Linked DNA regions of Oryzias latipes: region 1 is linked to region 2. A link is a contact called in public Hi-C data. All regions are on one chromosome and are shown on one strand. The core of a region is the stretch at or near the end of the contact, and the rest is flanking DNA. Distances in the headings are between cores, read along the strand shown. Region 1 overlaps LOC110015628 (a long non-coding RNA gene). Region 2 has its middle 4.5 kb from the start of LOC110015627.

Evidence for each region. A called contact is a pair of places that touch in the nucleus more often than the background predicts.
Region 1: a contact with region 2 is called in a Hi-C map of embryo, with 1.8 times the contacts expected there. The contact joins two enhancer-like sites. A contact is called at or near these places in 2 of 5 Hi-C or Micro-C datasets (embryo and fibroblasts).

Annotation. Positions count from the first base shown.
Region 1 is chr9:17,624,742-17,627,923 of ASM223467v1, reverse strand. The region is part of intron 2 of LOC110015628 (a long non-coding RNA gene); the gene reads left to right. Among protein-coding and RNA genes, the nearest start is that of LOC110015572, 45 kb to the right of the region's middle. Within about 2 kb of position 1,628, at least 1 of the 8 cell types and tissues checked has an H3K27ac peak or open chromatin away from gene starts, as enhancers often do. A contact at or near this core is called in embryo, where this site is marked.
Region 2 is chr9:17,537,210-17,540,810 of ASM223467v1, reverse strand. No RefSeq gene overlaps it. Among protein-coding and RNA genes, the nearest start is that of LOC110015627, 4.5 kb to the left of the region's middle. Within about 2 kb of position 1,735, at least 2 of the 8 cell types and tissues checked have an H3K27ac peak or open chromatin away from gene starts, as enhancers often do. A contact at or near this core is called in embryo, where this site is marked.

The DNA of each region.
Region 1 (3,182 bases), core at 379-2,878, 87 kb before region 2:
TCTGTTGGTAGCAGGTCCAGATCATCCAGCACAGCTGGTACATCCAAATGTTGACTCTCCGGTTGGGGAGGATTTCTGCGGGGATTTACCGCATCACCGTAGGCATTGGGTTCGGTGTGAGTCCATCAAGCTTTATCTCTCCCCAAGGTATATGCACAAATCTCTCCAATATAAAACCTGTTCTTAATTCTGATTCCTTAATGCATTTCCTGTGGAGAAGACTAATCACTCTCAGTTAGGCCTCAGACAGCTCACTTGCAAACTTTCAACAAAGAAGCTGGAACTCTTTTGAAGACCAAATTTCCTTGTTTTGTTTCTTTTCAATTAAGACTCAACACCTTGCAGGTCTGGTATGTACATACTCACTTTTTCACACAATGTGTGTTTCTCTCTCTCACTCACACACACATTAAAACTGGTAACACTTCTTTCCAAGCCCTCCCAACATCTGCTTGTTCTTCCTCTGATTAAAAAAATCCTCTGCGTTTCATTATCGCTGATTTGCATAGTAATAGCGTGCATATTAAGCAGCTACTTCAGAGGGTGGGCGGTCTAATGAATGCTGCAGTCTCCTCTGTTTTAACTCAATTTTTCCTCATCCATATTCAGCCTTGTGTGCCCCCCACACACCTCCCCTTACAGCTCCATCACGATCCCTCTTGCCCTCAGGGATGGCAATTCTGTTTCCGCTGAAATGCTTCCTCTAGCCTCTCCCCAAATCCCAGAACCCTCTCCATTAATCCAATTAATTAGAGCCATTGATATGCAGCCCGCTAAGACCAAGCAGCTGTTTGCCTGCCAATTGCCTCGCAATGAAGAAAACGACGGGGGTGGACGGGGGTCAGGTTATGAAGTCCTACCATGCAGCAACACTTTGCACTCAGCAACAAGAAAGTTGCCACACACAGTGATCCTGTGTGAGGGAAGCATCTCCTGGATGAGCTAGCTACGTCCTGATAGGTGGAACTCATACAGCTTTTTCCGTCTTATGTTTAAAGACCAAATGTGTTTTTACTTTTACGCCATCAATAAGCCATTAGCATTTCCTGGCATTTTGCCACTGTTTTGACTCGCCAGATCTCTCTGGAAGACTGGCTTGTTCAAACATCAACACAGAACACAACAGCAGTCTCCAGCAATGATATCCATTTTCTTTTATTTACACTTTTTTTTATTACCCTGGAGCATAAGTTCCTTCACAGGGAAGCAGAAATGAGGCTAAACTGGATGAGAAATGGAAATGCACACCCTTTTATTCAATCAGCCACCACATACCCCTCTGAGCTTTGACAAAAGTAAACTAAATATCCATAAATGGATAATAATTCTTCCAATAGGAGACTGAAAATAGAAGGAGGGCAGGGAGATGTCCCCTGGCACCAAAACTAAGAGGTGTATCAGAATTACTGTGCAGAAATGAACAGAGCAACAGTGTCTAATGTTTTGTGACACAGCACGAAAGTGAGCTCCAATTCAGAGCTGAGACCGCTCATTGAAGATATTAGATTAAGAAGTGCTGGACTAGCAGGGTAATTCACTTTTCTGCTTCACTGGCTATCATTGCCAAGTAAAAGAATGCTGGTGGTACACCATCACTGTTTTCCCCTGCAGCATTTTTGGCGTCCCCCTCCTCCTTCTTTTCTTCCCTCGATTCTCCTAAAACACAGAAGGCATGTGTTCGTCAGAGTCACTCAGAGGTCCTGAACTTGCCTGTTGTCACGATTACACTGTTAAACTTTAACAACCCATGCTACAGTAAACTTTGATTATGGAAATTGGGTAAAAGATGGACCAAACTAATATATTAGATTATCAATAAAGTGAGATGATAAAGACATTTTAGTTTGCTTTCTCAGTTTTCGTATTTTATTTTATTTCTGATTGTTTTAAAGCTGTAGTCTCACAAGTGTTTTTTTTGGGTTAAAGTCCTACTCTGACAATGCTTTGATCTATTTTAAAAGCAATCCCAGTGGTCCTTTAATTATGATTATGCAGTTTTTAGCCAAAATTCAAAAACCTTTTTTCTTTAGGACATAGTTTCTGCAGAAGAGGAAGTGAATTAGAAATTACCCTCTACATTAAAGGTGGACTTATTGGCATGGAGGAAGTCCGTCCTTATTTCCCATCATCTATCTGTTCTCGTGTTCTTCTGCTAGCTTACAGCCCCTAAAACCAACAATACAGATGCAACAAAAATGGCGAGCAATATTGGATCTATTCAATTCGAGCCAGATGCAGGCTCAGATGAGGAAAACAAAGACGTACATTAATCTATTTGTCTGCAAGTGGATCAATCAAAATGGAGCGGAGCAGGGAGCTTGTGGCCCGCTGATTGTAGCTCCGACATCACTGCACCAAAATCAGGATTTTCTTCAAAGTAGGTCTTTAAGGTTTTTCTTTGTACATGTACAACAGGTACAGCATGTACAGCAGCCACAGCCAGTGTAAAATGTGTAAAAATGCGCTGAATTGAATGTACTTTAAGACTATTGGTTCTGAGAAAAGAGGGAGAACTTGTAAAGCTAATTTACTAATTTAAATAAAACCTAATTTATTTGTGCTAATTTGTTTTTTATTGTGGATACGAGTGAGGAAAGTTCTTTACTTAGGACTTTGGAGACTTTAAGTAACCCGGCAGTTGAGCTCATGGTTTGTTTATCACGTTCTCATACAGTATTGATCGTTTCTGTACAATCAAGTTTACCTGTTTTTATACACTAGAGGGGCTGCTTCTGTAACTAAATATTGTTCTTTTATGTGTCATTTTATGGGATATTTTTCAAGTGTAATCACAATGTCATTCCTATCATGCATGTACAGAATTGTACTGACAATTCTAACAATTAAATTTTTTGCCAAAACACGGAAATAGTGTGCGGTAAAAACATATGCGCTTCCTGCTTTTAAAGAAATAAAATGAGAGCCAGTTCTGCTAGTCAAGTGAGTTTGATTAAAAATATGTTTGGGTGTTTTGGTGTTGCGGATTATTTAGTAATTTATTGAGAACTGCCGAAAAAACACAAACAGGAATTACTTCTGCTTTTTGTTAGTCTGCTAGTTATTACAGGGTCATTTTCCTGGGATTTTTTTTTGTGAACATCATTCTGCCGAAAGAAAGATTTGTAATGACTGGAAGATGTTCAAACGGTCCATGTCAACAATGTCTGGACTTTTAAATGACC
Region 2 (3,601 bases), core at 486-2,985:
CAAAAAGTCTGATTTTTGATCAAAAATAAACTTGTTTACAGTGTGGCTCATTATTTTTTGGTTTCCTTTCAAACGGCATTCTCTAATAATGAACTTGCTAAACAAAGCATATCTGAGGAAATAAATTTTGGCGCAGTTCAAGCATTCCAGAATTGAAAAGTCCTCATTTCTTTAGGTAAAAAACTTTTTTTCATACTATAAGTACTATACAGGGAAAAATATTTGCCATGTCATATTTATTTATTTATTCTTTGATGAAGTAATTCCATCCCCTGAGCCTAAACTCCTGAAGAAATGTCATTTCCAGAGCAATTTTCTAATACGCGAGAAAAGAAAACAAGTTAATTGAAGCAAAACATGGGAAGCCTCTCAGCCTGTGATCTGTGTTTAGCCCACACCACTCGCGCACATCATTTAATGAACCAAGTCCTCCCACTAATGAGGCTGGCAAAAGACTGCAGGGTCAAGTTTTGCGTCTTTCGCTCACACACACACCAACAAATACAGACACTCATTCTCAATGCACTCTTCCTTTTTTTTAAGAGTCTACAGTACAATTGCAGAATTTAGGGGCTCTTACTAAATTAGCAGGGACAGGTCAGAGTCTCTTCATTAGAGTGCACTTAAGTAAGACAGTTAATGATGACACCAGACAACGAGGAGCCTCTTTTATGTCAGATTATGGAGGAAAGTTGCACCTTTGCAACCTCAAGATTCCATCTGCTGCTTTACCTCGACTGGGATTTTATAGCATTATTAATTATTATAAACATCAGCGCAGACAGTTTAGCTATTTTATGTGTGAGCATAAATTTAATTGTTACTTATGTTAATAGTGCTTTTATTGTTCTTGTTCAGAGCGTGTAGACTTTTGCTTTGTATATTTTTCATGTTTTTGTATAAACAGTTCATGCTGTGCAGCCTTAATAAAGTTTATTATGGAGATGTGTTTAGATAACCAGGCAGCCTTGGAGGGCTACTTTTGACAGAAGAATATTCTAATAACGCTGGGGAAAAATATTCTGGATTGGAAGCAAATAAGAAAAACATCATCAGATTTGGGTAACAAGGAATCTAGCATCTTTTACTAAAAGCGTGCTTTACTGACGGGCATGTGCAATCACAAGACAGTAATCCCGACATGCCGGCACACACCCACATAATCAAATTCTCCATCTCTGCAGGTGCTGTCATAGGCCCACTCTTCAGCCTCTCGTCTTTCCCCCAGTTCTTCCCTTTTTCCTTTGTTCCCAGACTACACACCGTCATGTCCAGGTCTTGTCTCTGGGGAGTTCATCCTGGCAGGAGCCTTGTTTTTTGAGCTTTGCTTTTTTTTTGTCTTCCTCTTCCACTCTCCTCCTCTCTCCTTCCTTACATTTTTTTTTCCTTTCCATTTGTACCGGTGCTGGCTAATTACATTCTCCCCCTGCCAACAAGCGTGCTGCTGCTGTCGAGCTCCTACTTGCCTCCCACCCTCCCCACCACCATCACCTCCTCCTCTCCCACGTCCTCCTCGTCTGTTTCTTCTTCCTCACTAGGATAGAGAAGAAGAAGGAGGTGGAGGGGACAACTGGGGTACAGATGTGTATTAATGAAGCAGTGAAGGGCAGGGGGGTGACTCATAGAGAATGGGGGGTGGGGGGGCAGAGGAGCAAGAGGCTATTTGCATGCAGAGACAACGAGTTTCACCTCTGCTACACTCCTCCGTCTCTGTCTGTTTCTCTCCCACCACCCTCCACCACCCCCATCATCCTGGATACTCTCACTTTTTTTTTGCAGCTCTCCTTCTTTCTCCTTTGCTCTCCGGCTTGCTGCCACTGCTGATTTGAATAATTCAGCACAAGCCAGTATTCTCCAGGGCCCCATTGTCTGTGCGTGGCAGGAGAATGAGAAGAGAGATAAGAAAAGAAAGGGGAGAAAAGACTAGAAAAAAAGAGGATTGCAGGGCAGTGTGTGCATGTTTATGTGTAAATGGCGTGGGGAGGGGGGAGTCCATCCTTTCTTTTACTGAGCTGTGGCGTAAATCAGCACTAATGAGGCAGAGGAGGAACGGCTCGCAACACACTACGTAAAGCCTCTGTCATGCAAGCACACAAATGCACACAGGTACGTGTGCATTCAGCAGCCTGCCTGCACTCAGCAACCTCCTGTAACCTTCAGTGCTCCACTGTGTTTTTATTATCGACTTGTTGCTAACCCTCGGTTCCCTCGTGTGCATGCCACGTCACGTGTTCACTGTCATCCTGCGGGAGGCAGAACATTAGCCATGAGAGAGAAGCAGCACCAAGAAACACATGCAGAGCAATCAGTGGATCCTTTGCACATCATTCCCTTCTAGGGTGGTGTGTTTCATGAATGGTCAAGATTTTGAACAACTTGAAGAATTGTCTTTTTGTTCATGTGTTGGTAGTAGAGGTGTAAGAATTCCTTTTAGCAACAATTCGATTCATATCCTAACTTGTAGTTGCTGATCCGATTCATAGTCCATTTGGGTTCATCTTGAACGATCCGATTGACGGACCTAAAATCGACCGAGGACATCTTCAGCCAAAAATTCAACCAGTGTGACTCAGAGATAAATACCTGCTACTGAATAATGCTGGTGAAGTTTTCCAGATTATCTTGCATTTCTTGCAAGATAATCAAGTGCAAATTAAATATGTGTATAAAGAACAAGTAAGCAAGAATTAAGGGCAAATCCATTCAAAATTTTAGTTTCCCAAAGTTCAGCCCACTGTTGTTTTTCGACATCAAAAATAATACAAATAGAAAATTATTAGAACATTCTACCATACTGTATGGTCACATGTGTTTGCACACATTGGACTGTAATGATCGATTAATCCATTTTTGCTGCCATCACGTGTGTGTTTTCCGCTGTGATGCACTTGGTCGTTTTTACGTTACAATAAAATGAACCTGCCATTTTTCCATCAATCTGGTTAGATTGTAGAAATATAAATCGATTTATCGATTAAGTTGATTAATTGTTAGACCGCTTGTTGGTATTTTCTGCAAAAGAAATGTGCAAACTGTGTCTAAAAAGAGGAAAAAATGCGTAGCTTCAATCAATATTGCGCATTCTTAGGTGCCTCTCTGCGATTTTACAGTGATCTGAGCAAAAAAAAATAAAAAGCCGCAGAGTAAACAACCAGAACATATTAACATTGATCTAATCTTTCCAAGCTTCCCAAAAGACTTTTAGTTTTTGCTTTATTCTGAAGTTCTTCATCACACACCTAACATTCTGTCACTCTGTACTGCTGCATCCAGCCAGTGGCTCTCATAAAAGAACAGGCCGAGAGACTGTCCTGTTCATGAGAACTTCCCCCGATGACAGGCACAACAGAGGCTGGTCTAAGATCCGCTGAACATGACAAAGCTTCAGAGACTTGGGGCTCCGGCATCCTCGCACTCCACTGGTGATTTGTTCCCATAAGAAAATATGTCAGTAATAGCTACACCTTCATGAATATGGACCATCGCAGAGGCTTTGTACTCTCTACACAGTGACTTCAGTCAAGTACCTCTCTCTTAGGAGATGACACACTATCTCGTCAGATGTCGGAATTTTAGAAAAGACATATAATTTCTCGACATC